3 separate regions of the Mus musculus genome follow, and regions 2 and 3 are each linked to region 1. Evidence: chromatin contacts called from public Hi-C and promoter capture Hi-C data. All regions are on one chromosome and are shown on one strand. The core of a region is the stretch at or near the end of the contact, and the rest is flanking DNA. Distances in the headings are between cores, read along the strand shown. Region 1 holds the start of Fstl5 (follistatin-like 5). Region 2 has its middle 53 kb from the start of Gm36288. Region 3 has its middle 190 kb from the start of Gm36288.

Region 1 (4,400 bases), core at 522-3,021:
AAAATGAAAAAAACCTCTACTCAGATGAATGACTTAAAACCATATGCACCTAAACTTCATCCCAGTAACTCTAATGTAACTATTGTGCAAATGCCTAAGACATTTTAACATCCAACACACATGAACTTAACTTACTACACCTTGATGATGTGCACAGCTTGGTGAGTTCAGACAGTCAAGTAGGAAGCAGCACTACAGCTCACCTATTCCGATTAACACAAGAATTGTAATGAAACAAGCTTTGACTTTTTCTAGGCACTCTTTCTCCTCCATCTAATGTCACTGAATGCCATGAATGGAGAATCACACCATTTCCCAGACATATCTCATCTGTTTAATACATGTGTGAACAATAGCACTATCTATGGGAACACCAAGTAACTTCCACCATTTAGTGTTTGCTCACTATGAGCAGTCTTGTATGGTGTTTATCCATACCAAGTTCTCCTTTCAAAACACACTCAGATCACACTGCCAAATGACAAAAGGAACATAGCTTCACGTGAAACCTTTTAAGTCAAAAACGTTCTCTGTTAAGCATGCAAGAGGTTAAAGGTTGATGAAATAGCAAGACATCTTCTCAACCCAAGCTTACCTGCCTCACTCAATCACCTAAGCAGTCAACACTATAATGTAAGCTGATACTATATTATTAAATCAGAGTATCTCATTTGCATTCACCTCTGACCTGACGGGCTGGGGAGAGATGACATCTACTAGGAAATAGCAGAACAAGCAGTCCCCAACTTGGAAATTCACAGGACCTTGGGTGTGAAATCCTCACAGACTGAGTTTCACTAGTTTTATTTGCACCCGCTGCACAACAACATATGTAAATGAAGCCAGCCTGGCAGAAATAGCCCTATCCCTTCCGTCTCCCCTCCAAACCATGTTAACAAGCTCAGCACTTTGCAATTCATGTTTCAGACACACAAAATATTATTTATTATGCAAACAGTAGGTCATTCAAATATGCTTTTAAATTAAATGCATTTTAAAGAACTTGGAAATTTTTATCACATCCATACACATATTTGTGGGCTTGATATTGAACAGTTACAAACCCAAGCCACACTACAAGTATTCATCTAAAATATTTACACTGATAAAGCAAGATGTATCATGACATTAAGTTCACAAAAACAGACAGCTCTCAACTTCCTTAACACTTTAATAATCGTGGTCTTCAGTATTATTAGAAGAGCATCTCTATTGTATCAAATTATTAATTTTTATAATTATTTCCAAAGTCCTGTCTCAAATTATAGAAATAAAAATAACTTATTTTTAAATTTTTTCACGGCTGCCTGCATTTCTCACCCACTTGCAATCATTTATAACAATATTCTATTCTTACCTTATTTGAAGTAAAAAACAAAAAAGTCCTCCAAAAAGATTTCTAAATGATGTGAAAATATGAGTCACAGTGTAAAAAAGAAAAAAGAAAAATAATAACGATGAAAAGATCCTCTTAGGTTGGAAAAAAAATCCAAATACTTTGAGTTAGAACTACAGAATCTCCAAAGTCACGCCTGAGTGGGCGCCCAGATTGCAAACATAGGAGTCTCTCCCACGTCCGAGTCGCACTCCTTTGTCAAGTTAAATTGGGTCCTGTGGTGAAGCGGGTCCCACTGGGCACATAGGGTTCCAGTGGGCGTTGCCTCCAGGTGCCCAAGCAGGCGATCCCTTACACCCGGGGTTCAGCACCGACACTCTGTGGACAGCACCAGCTCCGCTCACGTCCAGTTTGTCTCAGTCACTGAACCAGGATGATTCTCGCGCCTCCTCCCTCCGCAAAAGCCAGGCTGCCCGTCAACCCCGGTGTGCCCCGCCCCCACATCTGACGTAACTGTTTTGCATATTAACTCTCCAGGAGGTGAGGGGCGGCCCCTTGGCTGGGCTTCTGATGGGTTCAGCTACCGCAATCCAGAGGACCAGACTCAAGATTAAAATCAGCATTTGGGCATTGGTCGGACTTTATGCTCCATTCGCGGAGCCCAGCAGAAACTATAAAGGCTGCGGCGGTGTCTGCGCCTCCTCCTTCGCTGGGACCGCGGATCCCGGGACTCTGCGACCTCACAGCCCGCTAGGGAGACCAGGCTTCCTAGTATGGGACTGTGAGGTAAAGAACTGCGCACCAAGAAGTCATCCAGTCCTGTCTCATGCATCAGACCCTTTAATCTTCCAGACCAAACTTTCTCTCTCATTTGGTTGTGGGTGGGTACCTGATTCAGACTTCTGCTCCTATATGGGGCTCTTGGAGTGAGGCCCTGCTGCAGAAACTTGACTGGAAAAGAATTAAAAATATCTGAGCGCAGGAAGGGTATTTGAAAGCTTGTAATGCTTGCCACCTCTCCGAAACAGGATTTTTTTTTTTTTTTTTTTGCCATGTGACTGTTTAGTTTATGATAAGCTTCATAGAATTGGAGATGGCAGGATTTTAGAAGCTCATATTAATAATGCTTTGTTTGAAAGTTCTCAGCTTCAACTCTCATCGCCAAACCAAGAAGCTTGTACAGTTTTTATTATGTCCGATACATCACTTGTTCTATGAAAGATGGAACAGGCTGGAAGCAGTGTCACAGCTTTTAGCAGTTCTCTCAGTGTGTATGATCTTCCTTGTCCCAGGATGCTACAAAAAGGACTTTGACAAAGGAAGAGGCCCAGACAGGTCACATCCACAGTGATCTCTGACTTGTGAAGGAAACAAAAACCAAAAAAAACAAAAACAAAAAAAAACAAAAACAAAAACAAAAAACAACCCACCAAAAACAAACAAAAAAACCACTCCAGGTACAGCCCCATACCTTCCACACAAACTTCCTACACCTAGTGTTAATTGAACAGAAAGTAGTATATAAAACTAAGCCCACGATTTTTAATTACATAAAGCTTTTTCATAAAATGTGTATCATTTTTTTTAAAAAACACCTACTATTAAATGTGCTATTTTCCACAGGATTACACGAGTTCTTCATCGTTTTCCAGGAATCTAAGCAAACTTCTCACTGGGACCACTCCTGTGTTCCCAGCAACGTTAATTAGATGATCAACTTGGGTTTCCTGGGAAAGCATCTTTAACAAACAAAGACAATAATTCTCAGATGCAGAGCAATCTGCCATGCTTTGGTCTCCTCTGGCGACTACCAACTTTATGTTAATATATAAATGGCAAATGTTATTTTGAGCTGCTCATTATGTGGACACACATGCGCGTGCGCGTAGATTTATTGTTTCTGTTCCTGGTGCACTTTTAATGACAGTTTTAGAAACCATGGCAGGAAATGAAAGGTAATTCATGGGAGCAGGTGGGTATTGTCAATTACAATTACAACAAAGCCAGTTGAATAGCCTGCCCTTAGGCTGGCGGTGGAAAGAGAAATAACCCAGGCATTGCTTTGATGTCCTCATGCTATGCCGTCAGAGAAGATTTGATAGTTTACTGCAGAAATACATAAGACATTTTTATATAGTCTTGTAAGAATGCAAGAAAACCTATGGCAATTATTTAATCAGCGTTAATTTTCAGTTCACTCCAGTAATAAGACATTAAGGGTAGGAATCCAAATGAGGCAATCATACAATTATTCAAAGTCTAAAAAGGGTGGACTGGGAAGCTTCCAAATACAAAGGTGGGATGCTAATTGTTTTCTCATCATCTCTAAAAAGAACAGAAGAGAGCAAAGGAGAGAGAAATGAGAGAAAGAGCAATAGGAAGTAGAGCAATTCTGACAGACATGCCCAGAAACACATACACCAAACAGGCATCATGGGCTCTAATGCATCCTCCACTGGAGTAGCCAGGGTTGGGGGGCGGGGGAGGGGGAGGGGGCGGGGGAGGGGGCGGAGGGGGGCGGGGGAGGGGGAGGGGGAGGGGGCGGAGGGGGGTAGGGGAGGGGGCGGAGGGGGGGGCGGGGGAAGGGGGCGGTGTTTGTTTACATTCTTTAATGTCCTAATGAAATATGGTGACTTTCAAATTATTCTGACCCCTTTGTGACTTCCTGTATTTGTATGATTTGAATTTTGTGACATATCTGGGGTTTTGTTGTTGTTGTTGTTGACATAGAATATAAATAAAAACATCTGAAATTTCTCTTTTAACGTCTACAATTCTTTAAAGTACAAAACTTCATGAAGTTTTCGCTGAGTATGATGATTTTGCATCTGTCTACTATACTTGTGAAAAGAAATCTCAGTACAAACAGGCTGGGAGATGAGGCGAGGGCAAGAGGAAATTGAATGAAGTACCCTATGAGAAGGGAGGGATGGTTCATCTACCCAGGAAAAACTAAGAAAATATAGACTGGAGGCCCCCGTCTAGTCATTGTTTATGCAAGCATATTAATAGTATGTATGGGTACACGTGGTCATGATGAAGCTCAATGTGAGTTCAGATAACT
Region 2 (4,411 bases), core at 922-3,421, 2.3 Mb before region 1:
AGGTAAGATGCATGTAGCCAAAATTAACCCTGGAGATCACCATCAATAGCGAGTAGTTAACTCCTTTCTAGTTTTGACTTTTAATTATAGCAACCTAAGAATATTCTCAGTTATCATCTTTAGATGTGAGCTTAATTCTGAAAATGACTCTGACTTTTGACTTGGGAAGCGCCAGACTCATGAATGTGAAAATATTGCGGTTGACTCCAAGCTGGAAACATGCTTCCCCATCTCTCCTATCTAACTCTTCCTTCCACCTTGTTGATGAGCTTCACCTCCGCTCTCGGATGTATTTCCTTCATCTCCTCTGGTCTCACTGTGTTTACTTTCCCAACAGCTGTTCTTTCGACTTCTTCCTGTCATCCATTCTCTAAACGTGTCTAACTCAGGAGGATTGGATTGCAGGGAGCTCCTGTCAGTGCTGAAGGACTGGCTGACTTCCAGGATGGTCTCGTTGGTAAACTTGTCGGACCATTACATGCTGATTATGGGTTATTGATGATGCCCGTGAAACTGCTTAGGAGACCAGATGTAGCATCTCTGAACTGCCAAAGCCTGGCAGCTGGTTAGGATCCCGCACACCCCCTGAGCTCCTTTGCACCATGTGACCACTTAAGTGAGACCTGCTTGATCTTCAGCAGGAGGACACACAGTCCTTGGCTGAGTTTCTTATCAGGCTCCAGGTACTTTGTTGCACCTACATAAAAATTACGGTAAGTCTGTGTATTCATTAGTGCTTTTTATCTTGCTATAATATAAAAATGTGCATTTTAAATTTTCTTTTTTTTTTGAGGATGCATTTGTTACATTTATGTGTGTGTATATGTGTGTATGCACATATGGTGGTCAGAGGTTAATGTTGGGTATCTTCCTGTAAGGGTCTCCACCTTATTTTTTTATGCCAGGGTCTCTCACTGGATCCAGGGTTCATGGATTTTACTAGACTGGCTAGATAGTGAGCTCATGCGTCCTTTTGCCTCTGCCTCCCAGACCTGGATTGCAGATGCACACCATTGTTCCCACCATTTTATGTGGGTGCTGCGGATCTGAACCCAGGTACCCTGTAGGTATAGCAAGCACTTTACCAACTGATCTGTCTCCAGGCCGATAAAGATATTACTTTATAAGTAAATTATTAAAGTTTAATGTCATCTTAGTAAAAGGTTACGGTTTTAAATCCTTGAGTGTTGGTGCTTGATGGTGGGGTTTTATGAATTAAGCATGGTGTTATGTTTAGTAGATTTGATTTAGTCCCAAAATGCCACACAAATTATAATCACAAATCTTCTCATTTTAGTGAGATATTCTTTGAAATTTTAATCTATTTTTTATTTTGACTTCCATCTTATAGTAATGTTTGAGGCAGTTATCATTTGTACCTAAAGCTGGGCACTGGCACAATCTTGCCTAGGCCAGTCAAGGGCTGGGATCACAATTATGAGCTCCCACACCCACATCTGACTTAATTCTAAGAGTGTTGTAATTCCAAAGTCCTTGGGTATACAAACGCTGTGTATGTGGTTCTATTATCAAAATACTTACCATGAGCTATTTGTAGTGTTCAGTGCTTTACCAGTAGAATTCAGCACTAAGTTTACATCTGAAATTGATGATTCTGACTATTTAAGGATTAATACATGAGCAGAGAAATACTTACTTTTCAACCTCTACTTAGCATGCGTGCTTGTCCTGTATTGTATCAGCTAGGACAACCAGTAAGACTCCAAGACTTCAGGAATGCAGTGCCTCTGAACCACAAATCTAGGTGGTGTTTGCAGTAAATCATCTCCTGACCACTAGATGGGGCTGTGAAACCTTTTGCTTCATTAACAGTTCTTGTAAACATTTGCTTTCCTTGAAGAGAAAAAAAAAATCATCCACATTTCTAAGGAGACTATTTTTCCCTTCTATTTTAAGCCCATCTTCTATTGATGGGTGAAAATGCCCCATATTCTCTGTATAATGACAAAACACCATTACAGTAATGATGTGAAAATGTGATCATTATATTGTGTCCTAGGAAGGAAATAGATATGTTGCCAAGGTCACCTTACACTTAATTCAGACTCACCACTAATGACAATTGTCCATCAGGGCGACATGCTCACATATTTTGCTTCCTTTCTTTTCCCCTTCATTGGTCCAAGACTCACTTATTAACTTCATCTGTTTGGACTGTAGCACATAGCTTATGTCTAGGACTTAGGAGGCTATGGCAGTGTGATTTTATTTGGAGCGAGTCTATAAACCACTAATAGCATGGCAAGTACAAATAATAATTTTTCTTCTCATTTTCTAGTTCCCATGAAGACTCTGACAGTATGCTAGTCCCTGTGACTCTGGAAGAATTCCACCTGAACAGTGATTGTATGTGCAGGGCTGAGAAGGATTGCACTATTATGATACTAAGTGCTCACCTTTACCTTTCTTTTAGAGGAAAAGTTATTTCAGTCTAATTTAGTAGCAATTATTTCACTATTTTAGCTTTAGCCTTAAATTTAATAAGCGAAAAAAAATCAATTTTCCCAAATATTTTATTTTACTCACCTGCAGAGAGCTATTTCTACTATCTACTCTAATATTAGCCATTCAATAAGTAATTATTAGATGTATTAAAGATTCATGAATTATTGAGAATGCAATATAACCTCATTTGTTTCATATGATTGCCCAGGATCTACTGTATTAAAATATCACAAAACCTCAAAATAATTACATTTAAAATTTCATGTACCCTATTCTTTGAAAATGTATTTCAGAAGCTGTCATTGTAATTTAAACTTTTAAATTGTGTGGGGTTCAGCTCACAATGTGTAATTGAATAAAAATGTTCTTATGTATAAAATAATAAATGAAAAAAAATTAAAGATTATGCCCTTCCTACATGGACAAAGATAAAATAAGAGAGTCATCGTGGATTGGAGTCATTTTAAATAATTAAAAAAAACATTTTCAGACAACATTGCAAAATAAAGAGAAGAATTTTAGTTAATGTTGGGAACCATTGGTGAAGAAAGGATAGTTGGAAGAATTTATATTTTAAACTAGACGCTTTGGTAAAGCAAGACTTCTAGCTTTTATAATGAGACAGTACTGGCAAACCACAGATAATGAATCGCTCATTAATCTTTGTTGGCATTCAAGCCAACAATACAAATACAGTAGCTAGAATGGGTCAGTTTGACTTTGTGGAGTAAACATCACCTCCATTTCCCTCCAGTCAGTAAAGACTTTCAAAGAAACAGGATAATACCTAGGCTAACAGAGAGGAAACACATTCAGTATGCATGCTTCATTTGTAGAATGAAATTAGCACATTTCCTTGATTTTTTTTTTTTTGGCAACAAGAAAAATTCACAACAGAAAAGTCAGAAAATGCAAAAATTACAACTGAGTAAGTGATAATTACTCAAAATCTCATCACTCAGCAAAAACAGCTAAGAGGTGGGATATATGTGACTTTATATTTTAGAACTGTAAATACTAACTATAACTTGATTTTTCACTTTCTCCTGACATCTTGTTCTGTATGGAACAAAGAACTACAACAGTCATATTTTACAGTATTGAATGAATGAGTTTATTAACTATAGAGCAAGCCGAAGTATAAGAGTAAAAGAAAAATATCTATAGGTAGATGATAGCAAAATGTCATCAAAGTAGGAGCTTAAAACATTATTCAGAAATTGTCTTGGGAAGCCCCATTAAGGATGTCAGCTAGAGCTACCAACAAGGGAATCCAGGACAAAGCACAATGTTCCCACGGATGAAATTTCCAAGTCAGTAAACAGATAGAAACAATAAGGTCACACCATCAAATCAGGGTTCCAAAACCAGCAGGAATGAATAGGAAACGTGATGCCATCAGCTGAAGTTCTTGACCGTGTTCTCTCCCCTTAAATGCGTTTCTTCCCCATAGTGAGGCTTCTGGCTTCTCTTTCCCACTGTTAGCACTTTTATATAATGGGACAAGAGTTGCAAATGGTTTCCCATTCAGCTGTTTTCTGGGGCAAGATGCTGATCACTTCAATTTCCTTAGCTGCTTACTGTTTTCCCCTCTACAGAACCAGGGGATCAAATGTGGCAGAGCAAGGTTATTTGGGGGGACACTTGACATAAGCATGCCAATTTAAGGCACATTACATATACATACATAGAAGTTTTTAAGATCTCACTAATTCACTTCCTCAAATACAATTTTAATAATTAAGTAGAACTCTATTGGACAGATATACAGGAACATAATTTGGGTTTGGGGTGATTTCTTCATTTTGATCCATTGTAATAAATGTTATAATGTTTTTGTTGATGCTGTTGAACTTAATATATTGCATCAATTTTCTCAGAATAATTAGTATTATACATTGTCTTCTGGTGCCTGCTTGGTTTTTGTGGCTCCACATATTGTTCT
Region 3 (4,518 bases), core at 1,978-4,477, 2.5 Mb before region 1:
TAAAAGTCCTTTGTGAATATATTATGATTTCTAGCCTTCTGTTTTTATGGGGCCCTATGTGCATGAAGGTGTAACTTTGTGTCTCTATGCATTTCTCATGCTTTCTCTTTGGTTCTCTCTCTCTCTCTCTCTCTCTCTCTGCTTCTGTTCATTTGTTTGTTTTGTCCTATTCTTGTTTGTTTGTGTTTTACCTTATTTTATTATTATTCTTTAGAGCTGCCTATTTTCTAATAAAAGACAGAAATGGGGGATTTGGATGGGAAAGAAGGTAAGGAGGACTTGGAGAAGTTGAGGAATCAGAATCTATTGTGTGAAAAATATCTATCTTTAATAAAAGAAAAATAGAAAAATAAAAGTTTTACATTTAGACTCAAGAGGTGTAGTTCCTGCTTGTTACCCTCGTATTCTGGAGGCTGGGTAAAGTAAACTAGTGCATGAGGAACAAAGGGAAGTCTAGGCTAGCTTGGTTTAGAGATCAATACCCTAACTCAAAAACCAAAACAAGCAAACAATGACTACAAAAATACAAAAATGAAGTTCACCTACCATTTTAGTGATTGCAGTTGGAATAGAACCACAGCTTCTTTTCTTCGTTGAAGGTGAAATATTTCTTCACATAATTATGTCCCACCTCATAAGTATCTCAGGTTGAAACCAGTGGTGAACTGTTATAGAGATGAAGGGTTATTGGCTGCCATGTAAAAACACTATGGTGTATAGTGCACTTAGCATTTTACAAATTTTATGCATATGTGTTTGCATGGGTACCACATGCATGTAAAAGCCAGGGAAATCAAAGGAGGATTTATAGGATCTACTGGAATTGGAAGCAGAGGGTATTGTTTTTATTATCTGTGACTCAAACTAGAGTCTTCTGCAAGGTCAGTAAGTGCTCTTACCCAGTCATTTCTTCTAGCCTTCGCTTAAGTTTTTGCTCCTTCTTAGAATTGGGAACAAAACACCCATGGAAGGAGTTACAGAGACAAAGTTTGGAGCTGAGACAAAAGGATGGACCATCTAGAGACTGCCATACCCGGGGATCCATCCCATAATCAGCCTCCAAACCCTGACACCATTGCATACACTAGCAAGATTTTGCTGTAAGGACCCTGATATAGCTGTTTCTTATGAGGCTATGCCAGGGCCTAGCAAACACAGAAGTGGATGCTCACAGTCAGCTATTGGATGGAACACAGGGCTCCCAATGGAGGAGCTAGAGAAAGTACCCAAGGAGCTAAAGGGATCTGCAACCCTATAGGTGGAACAACAATATGAACTAACCAGTACCCCCCGGAGATCGTATCTCTAGCTGCATATGTATCAGAAGATGGCCTAGTCGGCCATCAGTGAAAAGAGAGGCCCATTGGTCTTGCAAACTTTATATGCCTCAGTACAGGGGAACACCATTGCCAAGAAGTGGGAGTGGGTGGGTGGGTGGGGGTATGGGGGACTTTTGGGATAGAATTGGAAATGTAAATGAAGAAAATACCTAATTAAAAAAAAGAGCTCTGAGAAGTCTTAGGTAGGAGTTGCTTATTTCGCCCAACTGTAACCAGGAAATTTAAATGAAGGAATTCTCATAACACATTTGAGAAGCAATAATATATCATATGACTTCATGCTTTTTCCTTGTATTCTGAAAACCAGGAAAGCTTATATATAAAGATCACCAATCATATAACTGAGCCATTGAAATTAATTAGTAAACATGAATCAGTTAATTAGTATCGAAATGTAAATTAATAAATGAAGACAAATAACTACCTGGGAAATTTTTCCTTTCAGTAGATACAACTGTGATGTCTAGAAACAGAAGCTGTACATTTAATAAATGATCAGCAAGGTTTTATTAAATCCTCACATCATACATGGCGTTCAGCAAGTGGTACAGGGTCCTAGTCTCTTGGGCAGATGGCTTGACTTACAAAAAACAGCAATGCAGTAGCCCGTTCCTGTATAGCTCACGAGTCAGCACTGCAGTGCCTTGTACAATGCTTATGTTCCATAAACACTGACAGACATATAAAGAAACCTAATTGAATGATAATCCTGATAATGATGATGACAAGGACCATACACTGAACATTTTCTTTCTGGCAGAAATTAGGGCATTTCATATTGATTATTTTACAACTTTTGAACAATTCTGACAGATAAATTAACAACTGATATTTATGTTAACACACACTCTGCATAGTATAGTAATGGTATTGTAAACTCCTTTGTCTTTGCTCGAGGGCGAGGTGAACTAGGTAAAAGAGTTACGAAATGTGTTCAGGGATGGCCATTGTGCTGAAGTACAGAGATAGAACAGTCAGTGGCTTGTACAAAAATCAAAGGAAGTCAATGGTAAAATTGTAAAAGATGTCCGGAATTATGTGTCTATGAACCTACTGCCCTGTATTTCACGTGCTGTGGGCCGTTCATTTCCATGAGATGAGAGTCTTTTTCATGTTATATCGATCTTAGGGTTTTGTTTTTCGTTTTGTGTTTTGAGTGTATGTCATTTATGATGACCATGGCTTGATTATGACTGCAGGGAGGAAGGTTCATATTCCTCTATCATACAAGAGAAGATAGGAGTGTGACATTAGCCACACTCAGAGAGAGAGAGAGAAAAAATATATACTGCACCAACTCTTTTCAAATTTGAACAAAATGTTCTTTTCCTGTCAAAAGCCCCTGCTCCTAACAGAAGTAAATGGGCTCTGAGCTGCTGAAGTCACTATCTCTGCCCTGTTCTCAGCCGCTGCTTTTATGTTGGAAAAATGGAAGGAAAAGAAGACTGCGCCAGAAAAGTCGCTGTTGGTCTCTCTGGTTTTCAAATATGGCCAAAGTGAGGTAAGCGAAGTAGGGTTGCATTCTGTGAAGATGTGACAAATTATAACCGGGAGTGAGAGAGCCCTCCAGGGAGGTGTGCAGTGAAGTTGTCAACACTCTTTAAGAGGCCCAGCTGGAGGCTGCATAGACCCTGTGATCTCTGGCCTCCGATTGCCTTTTTTTTCCCTCCTTCCTTCCTGAAGCACTAACATCAACCACAGGTGGTAAGTGACAGCCAATTATGTTCTCACTTTCAAAATTAATAGCATTAAGCAGCCAGAGAGTCTCACAGCCTTGGCCTGTGTCTGTTAACTATTAGGTCATTGCGGAGCTCAGCCTTTCCCACCAGGAACACATTAAATTTGGCTGTCCTCAGGGTGGGGTACCTGGAGAGTCAGCACCCGCTGTGTGAAGAGTTCTTTTGCTGGGGTCATCTGCTTCCCAGGCCCGCTGGGGCTTCTGAGAATGGGCACAGGCCCATGTAACTACTGGCACACAGCTGTGCTCACTTTCTTTGTTTCTGCCTTGGGATTCCAGAGACCGAAAGCGTAAATAGTATATTTAATTGGCTACAGGATCCCTGATGCCCAAAGGTATTTTACTTAATAAAATTGAAATATTTGTCTACAGCTTTAAATTTACATGGCAGTCAATCTTCCTACTTCTCGCAGCTGTTGACGGAGGACCTGCACACGATTTCAAGACAGGGATTTGCAAGTGTGTTAGGATTACTGCAGTAAGTTTCTGATGAGCAGTGGTCCCAAGGCTCTGCCAGATCTGAGCCTGCCCATACTGAACACTTAAGGCAGAGTCAGTGTCCTGGGTTATGTATTTTTAGAACGCTGCACAATTCCCACTTTCGTGTTATATAAATTCCACGTAACGCAGGAAGTCCGCAGCAGCATGTGGAGGATAAGAGTCATCATTTGGCTGCGATAACTTTTCCTTATATTTTCTCTTCTTTAATTAAAAAAAAAATACAGTTCTGTAACTGTCAGGAGGAATTCTACTTTTTAGAAAACTGGCACTGAAGATGAAACCGTGAGTCCCATGCATGCTAGGTAAGTATCTATGACTAAGCTACATAACCGTATATATTATTTATTTAATTTTTTCATATTGTAATATAATTGCATAATTTGCTCTTCACTTTTCTACTTCCAAACCCTCCTATACACCCTTGCTTGGTCTTTTTCAACTTTGTGCCTACTTTTTCATTAATTGTTACATATATATGCATAATGTATCTAGGAATTTACATATACATATTACATATGTATATGTAAATTCCCAAATACATGAACACACCCCGTACCGTCTGTATAATGTTACTTGTGTGTATGTTCTCAGGCCTGACCATTTGGTGTTGAGTAGCTAATTGGTGTGCTCCTCCCTGGGGAAGACTGTCTCTCCTGCTTTTCAGCATTCTTTAGTGGCCTGTGGTTCTTTGTGTAGGGCTGAGACCCAGTGGTCTCGTCCTCATCTGCTTTAGCATGTCTATTGTGGTCCTTGTTCAGATCCTGTATAGGCAGTCATGTCGGAGAGACTTTAGGGACATATTTCTAGGACATATTTACTAGGAGACATGGCATCAGAATAAGTTCTCTGCTCTCTGATCCTCTGGCTCTTAGTAATCTGTCTGTCCCTCTTCAGCAATGTTGGTTGAACCTGAGGTGCAGGACTTGTGCTATAGATGTA

Evidence for each region. Promoter capture Hi-C pulls out the DNA fragments that hold promoters and counts their contacts. A called contact is a pair of places that touch in the nucleus more often than the background predicts.
Region 2: a Hi-C map of cerebellar granule neurons shows a contact between it and region 1, with 4 times the contacts expected there. The contact joins the enhancer-like site here to the promoter of Fstl5 in region 1. A contact is called at or near these places in 20 of 39 promoter capture datasets (the 3T3-L1 cell line, 3T3-L1-derived adipocytes, the C10 cell line and 13 more), 2 of 15 datasets of contacts at CTCF or cohesin (pro-B cells and stem cell-derived epiblast-like cells), 59 of 484 Hi-C or Micro-C datasets (the AML12 cell line, the AtT-20 cell line, B cells and 37 more), 5 of 115 datasets of contacts at active chromatin or transcription factors (PVALB interneurons, VIP interneurons, astrocytes and 1 more) and 3 of 9 other capture datasets (adipose tissue, liver and pancreatic islet).
Region 3: a contact with region 1 is called in a promoter capture Hi-C map of second pharyngeal arch cranial neural crest. The contact joins the enhancer-like site here to the promoter of Fstl5 in region 1. A contact is called at or near these places in 15 of 39 promoter capture datasets (the 3T3-L1 cell line, 3T3-L1-derived adipocytes, the C10 cell line and 9 more), 1 of 15 datasets of contacts at CTCF or cohesin (pro-B cells), 3 of 484 Hi-C or Micro-C datasets (embryonic fibroblasts, muscle stem cells and ventricular fibroblasts) and 2 of 9 other capture datasets (adipose tissue and liver).

The regions. Positions count from the first base shown.
Region 1 is chr3:76,071,932-76,076,331 of GRCm38.p6, reverse strand. Fstl5 (follistatin-like 5) reads right to left here and starts at 1,771. Exons shown (of 16, transcript NM_178673.4): 1 at 1,358-1,771.
Region 2 is chr3:78,355,936-78,360,346 of GRCm38.p6, reverse strand. No RefSeq gene overlaps it. Among named protein-coding and RNA genes, the nearest start is that of Gm36288, 53 kb to the left of the region's middle. Within about 2 kb of position 2,171, at least 2 of the 459 cell types and tissues checked have an H3K27ac peak or open chromatin away from gene starts, as enhancers often do. A contact at or near this core is called in cerebellar granule neurons, where this site is marked.
Region 3 is chr3:78,593,545-78,598,062 of GRCm38.p6, reverse strand. No RefSeq gene overlaps it. Among named protein-coding and RNA genes, the nearest start is that of Gm36288, 190 kb to the right of the region's middle. Within about 2 kb of position 3,227, at least 29 of the 459 cell types and tissues checked have an H3K27ac peak or open chromatin away from gene starts, as enhancers often do. A contact at or near this core is called in pro-B cells and second pharyngeal arch cranial neural crest, where this site is marked.